Regions from separate parts of the Mus musculus genome. Here region 1 is linked to region 2. A link is a contact called in public Hi-C data. All regions are on one chromosome and are shown on one strand. Each heading gives the region's core, a stretch centred on a gene start, on an enhancer-like site or on the middle of the called end of the contact. The rest is flanking DNA. Distances are from core to core; before and after follow the strand shown.

Region 1 (4,846 bases), core at 157-2,656, 400 kb before region 2:
CAGTTGCTTCTTCATCCTGTTTACTTGCTTATTCACTTATCTATTCATTTATTATATATGTATGGTATATGCATATGTATATGTGTGGTACATGTGCATGCATGTGTATGCACGCAAGCAAAGAAGCAAGAGTGATGCCATGTGTATTCATCTTTAGCTCTCTGCTGTTGTTTTTCTGAGACAGAGTGTCTCAGTGAACCCAGAGCTCTCTGATTTGGCCTTTCTTGCTGGCTGGAGGTCTCTGGGGAATCCACCTGTCTCGGCTTTCCCAGCACTGAGATCATTGAGCCCGCTAGACTTTTATACATAGCTGTAGAAGATATAAACCGTTATACTTTCATGGCAAGCACTTTTCCTACTAAGCCAGATCCCCAATGTATGTTCCTGGGAATTTTGAAAGCAACTTGTTATCTCCTGCTGAAGTCAGTTTTATAGGAGACTTTGACTCCATGTTAGGTCTTCTGCCCTTGTTCCCAAACCTAGACATTACACCTCCATCCATTCTCTGGATTTGTAAAACACTTCTGTCTTCCATGACTTGAGAATCAAATGGCCCTAAAGCTTTGCCAAATTTGTAGTAATTCATCATTTACCTGTTCAAAGGAAGGTGCCTACAAAATAGAGCAAAATGATTTGTTCTTATTCTTCACAAGCCGTTCTGTACTGGTCTTGCTGATCTTCACAACTGCATTGCCTTGTTGATAATTATTTATTTTTTACTTTTTAAGAAAGCATTCAGAACAGTATCTCATTTCACTTTGTGTCTTCCTGATTGGTCTGCTGGTTTGCAGTTTGTTTTCCACTTAAATCGTGATGTTTCTCAGGTAACTTCCACAGGCACTGGACAATGAGATACTTGAAAGTTAAAAAAGGAAAGAGACTACTTCAATGGTAATTAAAGACTCTCTGGGTATTTTATTCCCTTTACTTCTTAGTAAAGTATATGGTTTTCTCCTAAAGAATGTTGTCTTCCCTCTCACTGAAAGATAGCTGACTTTTAAAAAGTGACAACTCCAATAATCATTGACATTCATGTGTGGTACCCTGTGCAACTAGTTTAGTGTTCAATGTCTAGCATGCTCTCTAGTTGCTGCCATAGTATTGTGAACACAGAAGCAAAGGCCATGACTACTAGGAAAGGCAGTTAATGGTCATAGGTCTCAGTACTAAATGGCTTATTCTTTCCTAAAATTGTCCAGAGGAAGATCCTGTTCATATCATGTGGGAGCTTCATGCCTAATTCCTTTGCACACACTCCTGTAATGTTTTGCATTTCATGTCCCTAATGTGCACTGAGTTGCTTTAAGTGAGACTCTGCAATACTTCTGCCACTTGATATCTCCCTTTCATCTTTTCTCTTGGTAAGAGTTCACGTTCTCACCTAATAGACCCCGATGAAGAGGTTGTTGCCACCTTAGGCTTTGGATAGTCTTCCAGTGTCCCTTGTCCTACTTCCAGTGGCCTCTTCCTACCTGGGTCACCTTTAGAATCCATCATTCTCTTTCCCATGCTTCTGCTTTGAAAGGAGAGATGTGTCTTGGAAAGTTAAAATCCCTGTTCTAAAACTTTGAGAGTGGCACTCTTAATGCAAGTTATATGGCCATTTTCTTTCCCTGGAAAATAGATCATTATAGAACATAGGGAAATAATCAGTTAAAAACAACAACAGCAGCAGCAACACCACCCAGGGTCAAATTTAACCAAAATTTTTTGAGTCAATAAAATAAAAATAGAAAGTTTAAGTAAAAGAATTTTTCAAATTAGAAAAGGAGGTTTATATTATAGGTCTAAAGGAATTTTCCCTAAAACAGTGCAGAGGCTGTAAAATATATAATTATTTCTCTACTCTAAAAACAATTTATCATCTAAACAACAGAGTAATCCTGGGAAAAATACCAAATTGCTTCCATTGTAATCAGCTTTGTTGTTGTGAGCCATCTCTCTCTCTCTAGCAGCCAAAGGGCTATTAACTTACTGTGAAATTTTGAAGTGCCCTAACTACCAGATTCTGTGAACAACACATACTACACATAAAAGGAAACTTCAACAACTCAGTGCACAACCTTCAGATCTCCCCACGAGGGAATGATAATTGACAGAATTAATGAGAGTATTCGATTACACACAGAGCAATTTTCATCACGGGTAGAGCAGGCCACTAGCCACGAGTCGCATTGTAATGGAGGTCCTCTCAGAAGGAGCGCGGGCTCTTGATTTATTGAAAGTAATCTGTAAATGGTGGTACTATACCTGCTGACTACTGTAGAAATAATTTACAAACATTAATTGCAGGAAAGAGTAGAGCCATTTGCTTCAAAGAGCCCATCAGCAAGCTGTCCTTCCTGTTTTATCAGTAGGCAAAGCTGAGAGCAAATAACAGATGGAAGTGTCCCTCGGTAGCGGCACGGAGTACTGGTGAAATATAGCACAATCTTCCTCCAGTGTGTTATGTTTTTAACAGGGGAGGATCAGAAGCAGAAGAGTCCAGGCTAGGATGAATGACTCCGCCGGATGAAACATCCCTTTCTTCTGGGAAGATTCCTATAGCAGATTGAGCGCAGGCTGTTGATTTCTGAAGCTTGATACAGTGTCATTACCAAAATGCATCTGGAAAAGTCTTAGCAAAGGGGATAAAACCTCAGAAGGCCAAGGGGAATCTGAGGCCTGTTCTAGTCTCTTAATGGGTGGTTAAATTCTGGTTCCATGAATAAGCATGCGAGACACCACAGAAACCACAGAGAAGGCTGCAGTAGACAGCTGTACTTGGTACTCATGTGCAACCTGTCAGAAGTGCCTCATGATGGTAACTAGAGTGTATGAGTGTGTGTGTGTGTGTGTGTGTGTGTGTGTGTGTGTGTATCTTAGTTGTCTGAATGTGGGTCTAAAAACCCTCCTACATCTGTTATATGTATGATTACATTGAAAAAGGTGGTTACTGGAGTCTGGATAGCTGGGTGGAGAGAATGCTGTTTCCCTAATGGAAAAATCTATCAGCCCAAAGTCAGTGACTGTTACTACACAGCTTTTAGGCAGTAAGATAGGAAGTGGTTCTCCATTCCACTAGATCTTTTATTCATGCCTAGTTCATTATCCCTTTTTATAGTAGCGGTTCTTAATGTTTTCCAGGCACCCAGCTTTCCTTTCTACCTCCCTCTCTTTGTCTTTTCTTTTTAAATTCTCCTTCATTCTTTGAACTCTGGGCATCACTGTACAGTCTATTAAGGTGCAAGATCCCTGTCCTGGCTTCCTTTAATAAGCAATACTGTTTCCCCTTCTTCTTGTTTTATTCATTTCCCTTTTTTGTCCTATGCTAAAGGGGAAAATCTCTGTTTATAGTTTAATCTACACACATTGTTCTTTATTTTATCTCTGTGCACTCCTTCATCAGTTCATCTCCTCAATGACCACAACCTTGAACTTGGTTTCTACTCTCACTGACTTCTATTTGGTTGTTACAATGCAAAAGAGAGCCTTACTTCCAAACCTGCATTATTTTTCAAACTACTACCCCTTCTATGGATAGAAAATTCCTTCAAAGATTAGTCTATGTTTCCGGCCATTTTTTTCCCACTTTATTTAATCCTTTTTGTATGGGAGTCTCACTTTCTTCTTGGCCACTCTGAAATTTTCTGCTGAAAGCGTTCAGCTCCTGCCCATTGACTGCCATTGTGATGGCATTAAACCATTTGGCATTGAACCGCCTTTCCCAGCCTGGTTATTCAGGTCTTGGCAGGAAGTAGGGCAGCATGTATAAGCATGACCAGATCCGATACACTCCTTCTCTCCACACAGACAGTGAGGTTACAGACGCAGAGTGTCGCCTTGGCAGTAAGGTGCTTCCATCTGGGGCTAGAACAGAAATTATTCAGAGAAACACAGTAGACTCCACAGCAAAAGATCGTTGGAAGCAGGTTGATCGTGCTCATTGTGGAATTTATAGTGTTCCAAATACAGCACTTCCTACTGTCTGAGCTTTCTTAGCTTTTATCTACCTCTTTCTAACGTCTATATAATTCTGTGAGCTAAGTAGTACCCCCACTACAATTCACCCCCTTCTCTTAATTATATCATGTTTGGTCTAAAGTCCTTTGAGTTAGACATCTCACTGATCCACAAACGGGTACATGGGATGTGCATCTAAGTCCTGAAACTGTAGGAGAAATGGCGTGAGACGTGAGTGTGAGGGAGGGATTTTAGACTGGGAAGGGACACCGTGGCCCCTCATGATTCTCTGGGAACCCATGCATGTGGCAGGGAAAGGGAAGATTAAATAAGGTCTGACTGTGGTCTCTGAAATAAAAGGTGCCCTTGGAGTAAAATAGCTATTGGAGGCAAGGCATTTGGGAAAACTATGTCACCACTGTCATTACACAGATTAAAGATTTATGGGGTTTCAGAGGGATATCCTGAGAACAATAAACAACTGGAAAGTGAGTAATTAAGTTTATTATCTCAAAATTCTTCAGTGCTACCAAGACAAAACTTCAGGAATGCTAACATCATTAGGAATCTCCATGCTCTCAGCTTCTTTAAACTTCTGCATAGTTAAAAAGCTTTTCTCAGTGATTAGTATCAATGTTGTCAAATTAATCTGTGCCCTGCTGGTGCTATCTCATAAATGTGACAATGAATACAAACATGAGGGATCCTGAACCTCAGAGTCAGGTCCTATGAGTGATTCCTGAAACAGAGAATGACTTAGATGCATGGCCCATCTCCCCATTGCTGTGCCAGTCTGCATGGCTCCAAGAAGCCAACTGCATTTTTCTTTTTCAGCTTTGTTCAATGATATCACATCGACTACTACTCATGACAAAGGGATTTCAAGTGTTTCAAATCTGAAAAC
Region 2 (4,745 bases), core at 147-2,646:
GACTCAGTTTGGTAAGGAGAAAGGTGAACTGCAGAGGGATTTAACTAACTCTCCCCTGATTGTGCAGGCAAGAGAAGGCAGAACCAAGACTTACATATAGGGCGATCTACATTCTTAGCATGTTGTTCTTAAGATTAGCAACAGTGATAAATCATAAGACTAGTGGATTATATGAATTATACTTAGGATGGGTAGGACTGGGTCCCTGAATTAATACAAAACATGAACAAGAAACATAGAAATGTCGTTTGGGGATTCATCAGTATTTCTTGTGCAGCCAAGGCTATAACAAACAACGAGAGCATGTGGAAAGAGGTACATTTGGTAATGGTATACTGCAAAGCATCAAGATTTAATCCCAGATGGAGAAAGAAGTGACCCTGAAGATAACTCCACAGGCTCAGTAATGGCCACCAAATCAGGCTTTCAAGAAGGGTGAGGTGATATGAGGGGCCCACTGACAACAGACAGAGAATAAGGGGATGCTGAAACTGCCCCTGATTTTGACTTAATAACAATGGCGGTGACCTTGCAAAGAGGGACCTCTGAGTGGTAGTTTTGTCTTTCTTTAAGCTTAGTTTAGTTACATAGACCTGGAAACTTGAAGCTGAATGCTGTGAGGTACACTGTGAGGAGCAGAGAGCTAGAAATGGAGGCTACAGCAGCATCTTTAGAGTATGTCATGAAAACGGGTATTGCCACAGAAGACTAACTGATATTTGTGGAGGAATTATGAATGTGGGCTAAGTCCGAAAAATCTGAGCAATACTTTCAAAAGGAAGTGAGTGATGTGGAATTCCTAATCAATAGAAGATAATTGACAGAAGAGCAGTGAACTAGGGGGGGGGGAGGGGCCATCTACATTCTGAGTGATTGGTCACTGCACTCCAGGGGCTGAACTACATTCATAGTGTCTTCTCTTGGTTTTATCACATTAAGAAAGTTCCTGTTTCTTTTCTGAATTTCTACTATACCCCTTTGTGTCTCCAGGCAAAGTCTATACTAGCCATTTTCTCTGTGAGTAAGAAGCTCTGATTTCCTGTTCTGTGGAAGCAGCAGAGACTCATGTCTCTGAAAGCACATGAATGGCGAGAATCGCGGATGAGGTGCTGGGTTTTATAACATGCCCTTTGAGAGTAATAGTTATTCGTTATTCGAAGTCCCCTTCCAGAGTTCTGATGGATTGAGCCATGTTGTTTTCTGAATACTCGAATTCTGTACGCAGCTTTACGACAGGAAGTTGGCCTTCTGAGCAGGAATGCATGTAAACAAAGAAATGTGGCTCACAGTGGAAGTTCCTCTAAATCAAATCCTGAAGGCTTTCCCGCCCCCATTCCAAGCTTCTCTCTGTATCTTGATTATTTTCAGATGCTTTCTGTGAGGCAGAGATGAAACCCAATAGTTAACCTCCCTAAAGCTCCCAAGGCTCTCAGGCAGTTCTGAGTGTGCAGCAGCTAAGACAAACAAGGAGAAGGAAGTGAAAAAAAAAAAAAAAACTGATGCTGCCCCTCTATGAGATGTACGAAGTGTATTTTCTCCCTTGGGAATCAAACTTCAAGAGTGAACTTTTAAAAGAGAGATTGAAAACTCGAGTACCGCAACTGCCTGAAATCATCACTGTAAACACAAAGGGTTAGAAGCTATGGCTGTTTGGTCCTTTGACATTATTATACATCGGCATGCCTGCTGAGCTTCAGAACCTATTGTCCTGCCAGCCACACAGAGCACTGCCTTTCTACACTGTAAAAATGCTAAGATGCCAAGGGCTACAAATTGTCTTACATAAAGTCTTGGGAACTTTATAGGTTATGATAGATAAAGAAAAACACAAAGCTTTTTTGTCAGTCTCTGAACCTCAGCCTTCACGGGTGAAAGCAAAAATGTCCTAGATTCTTGTAAGGCTGGCTAACACAAACATCCAAATGTTGCTGGAAACTGACTTTCTTTGTTTTACCCAAGCCAAGTACTTTGCAGGGATGTGGTGGGGGTGGGGAGGAGGTTTCCAAAAAGTTAAGGCTTCTGTCGTAGTCCTAGAATCCTGCTCATTGGCATGTTGTCTAATAGAAGAACAGAGGAATAAAATGTGGGAGAGCACATCGGGAAAGTGGGGAAGACTGGGGCAAACGCTGCTGTGTTCCACCACCCGTTTTTCCGTCCTAAACAGTCTAAGATATGCATCTGAGATGCACACACTGGTCATAGAATTGGTGGGAAGAAAGATGTAATAGAACTGTGTGTTTCCGTAGAGACTGTGGCTAAAGGAAAAGCTGTTTGTGAACATCACACTCTTGGGGCTCCTTTTCAAGGGGTGTTAGGGATTGAACTTGGAAGTTCAAGCATTGCTTGCTATATCAGCTACTTCTGTAATTACTGTTAATATGTGACAAGAGCAGGTTAAGAAAGGAAGAGTTATGCTGGTTCACAGTTCAAGAGCACAGTTGCATAAGGGAGGCCAAAGAGTGTGGTTAGTTGCTCACATTATGGTCACTACCAGAGATTCTGTGATGAAGGTAGATTCTCAACTCTTTCTCCTTTTTATTTAGAACAGTAGTTCATTCCATGCAATGGTGCTCCCCACACACTTCATGTAGATCCTCCCTTCCCTCCTCATCCTAATCTAGAAAACCCAGCACCGCTACGCCCAGTGCTTTGCTTCCAAAATAATTCTGAATCTTATCACTTGATAATCATGATTAACCATAGCTCAAGCCATTGGCTCTGTTGGTTGCTGGGAATGCAGAGGCAGTCTTAAGAAACTGCAGATTGTAGGCTGCTATCCAGACTGAGTGACCATGTCTCCATGCTGATCTTGCTAAGGACGAGTTGGATCTCTGAGTTTGTTAGGTAGGTGTTAGGGGACTGCAAGCACTGAGAAAAAGTCGAGATTCTGGAGTTCCTGGATTTTCCCCACCAGTATTTGAGAAAGTAGCTCCATGAGAAAGGATTAGGAAAGAGTCACATCAAATCTACCCATCCTGCAGCCATGAGAACTTAACTAGAGACAGGGAAGAACATTAGACTGTCAAAGTTTCAAGGTAAACCAGATGAGTCCAGTAAACTCTATTGACCATGGATTATTGAAAGAAGATGAAAAACTCCAAGACTGGACACCCTCTCTTTTTCTTTTGAGACAGGGTTTGTTTCCATAGCCCCAGATGTCCTAGAACTCTCCAGGAAGATCTGCCTGCCTCTGTTCCCCAGTGCTGAGATTAAAGGTGTGTGCCACCACAACCAGCTGAGCCCAATATGTTTTAAATTAACTAATTTTGCGTCCTGACCACAGTTTTCCCTCACTTCTCTCTTCTAGTACTCCCTATCTCCCCCCCGCCCCCGCCCCATGCCCCCAACATCTATTTATTTTCAGAGAAGAAAAGGCCTCCTATGGATAGCAACCAGACTTGGCATATCAGGTTGCAGTAAGACGAGGCTCACTGACTCCGACTGAGGCTAGACAAGGCAGCCCAGTAGAAGGAAAGGGTGTCTGAGGCAGGTAAAAGTCAGAAACAGCCAAAATTTGTTTTAACCAATGTTATTTACCAAGAGTTAAGCTTCAATATAACCTAGATGTAGATAATTCTTGAAAAAGAGCTTCATGTTTATAAATCACTGAACTGAAATTGTTCAGTGGGCTCATGTCATGACAACTCAATATTGGAGTATCTACTATGACTAAATTATCATGAAATCAAATCTCTATGTTTCATATTTATTGACATTAAACGTTGTGAATACTTTTTATTTTGTTTGCTTATTTTTGAAATTTTAATTTATTTTAACATTTCTTACTTCCCTATTTTCTCTCCAAATCCTATTATATACCCCTTTCCTTGTCCATGAAATTAATGGCTTCTTTTTAAAATTGCTATTGCATACATGTATGTAATTTATATACATACATATTTTTAGGACTAACATGATGAGCCCATGTGATGTTAGTTGGGTTTACTGTTTAGCACTGGACAACCAGTTGGATTGCTGTTTCTTGCTGAAGGTGACCTGTTCTACTTCAGGTTTCCTCTGTTACCTGGGTTTTTTTTGTATAGGGTTGCAGCCTCATGGATCTTCTTTGTTTTCTCTTCTATTTTTTTTTAAATTTAGTTCATTATAAATTCCCACCAGTAAAAGTCTTATAGTGCTTATCCTAGTTTGCTTACCATAGCTGTGATAAACATCATGGCCAAATACGACCTGATTGAGGAAAAGATTTATTACATCTCCTATCCTGCGTTCTGTCATGAAGCAGGGGTGCTGCTCTATAGCTTGCTCTCTAGGCCCACGTTTATCTATCTTTCTTGTAACTTCCCAGGCCTACCTGCCTAGGGACAGTGTTGTCCACAGTAGGCTAGGTCCTCCCTCATCAATTGCTAATTAAGAAAACTCCTCCATGGACTTGCCCAAAGTCCAATCTGATGGAGGCCTTTTATCAATTCAAGTTCCATCTCCAAGTTGACACCCAATTGTATGAAGTTAACAAAAACCTAACAAGCTCTATAATGCACACTTTTATGGTGAATATTGCAGTGATGCAAAAAAATATACTTGAAACTTAGGATTGCTAAGCTTGGAAAATAGTAAAAATAAACAATATTGAGACTTAAGGCAAAAGAGCCAATTTTGTATTTGTATCTAGCATTTGTGTTCAAAATAAGGAGAAGAAAATGGAACTTAGTCAAGGGCCCAGAGTAACTCTCACATCTTGTCCTGGTAAAAATAAAGACTAGGGAGAAGTCTCTTCCTTGAGTCCT

The links. A called contact is a pair of places that touch in the nucleus more often than the background predicts.
Region 1: a Hi-C map of nephron progenitors shows a contact between it and region 2, with 2.2 times the contacts expected there. The contact joins two enhancer-like sites. A contact is called at or near these places in 2 of 484 Hi-C or Micro-C datasets (cranial neural crest and nephron progenitors).

What each region holds. Positions count from the first base shown.
Region 1 is chr3:50,305,436-50,310,281 of GRCm38.p6, reverse strand. No RefSeq gene overlaps it. Among named protein-coding and RNA genes, the nearest start is that of Slc7a11, 140 kb to the left of the region's middle. Within about 2 kb of position 1,406, at least 17 of the 459 cell types and tissues checked have an H3K27ac peak or open chromatin away from gene starts, as enhancers often do.
Region 2 is chr3:49,905,727-49,910,471 of GRCm38.p6, reverse strand. No RefSeq gene overlaps it. Among named protein-coding and RNA genes, the nearest start is that of Gm40042, 120 kb to the left of the region's middle. Within about 2 kb of position 1,396, at least 60 of the 459 cell types and tissues checked have an H3K27ac peak or open chromatin away from gene starts, as enhancers often do.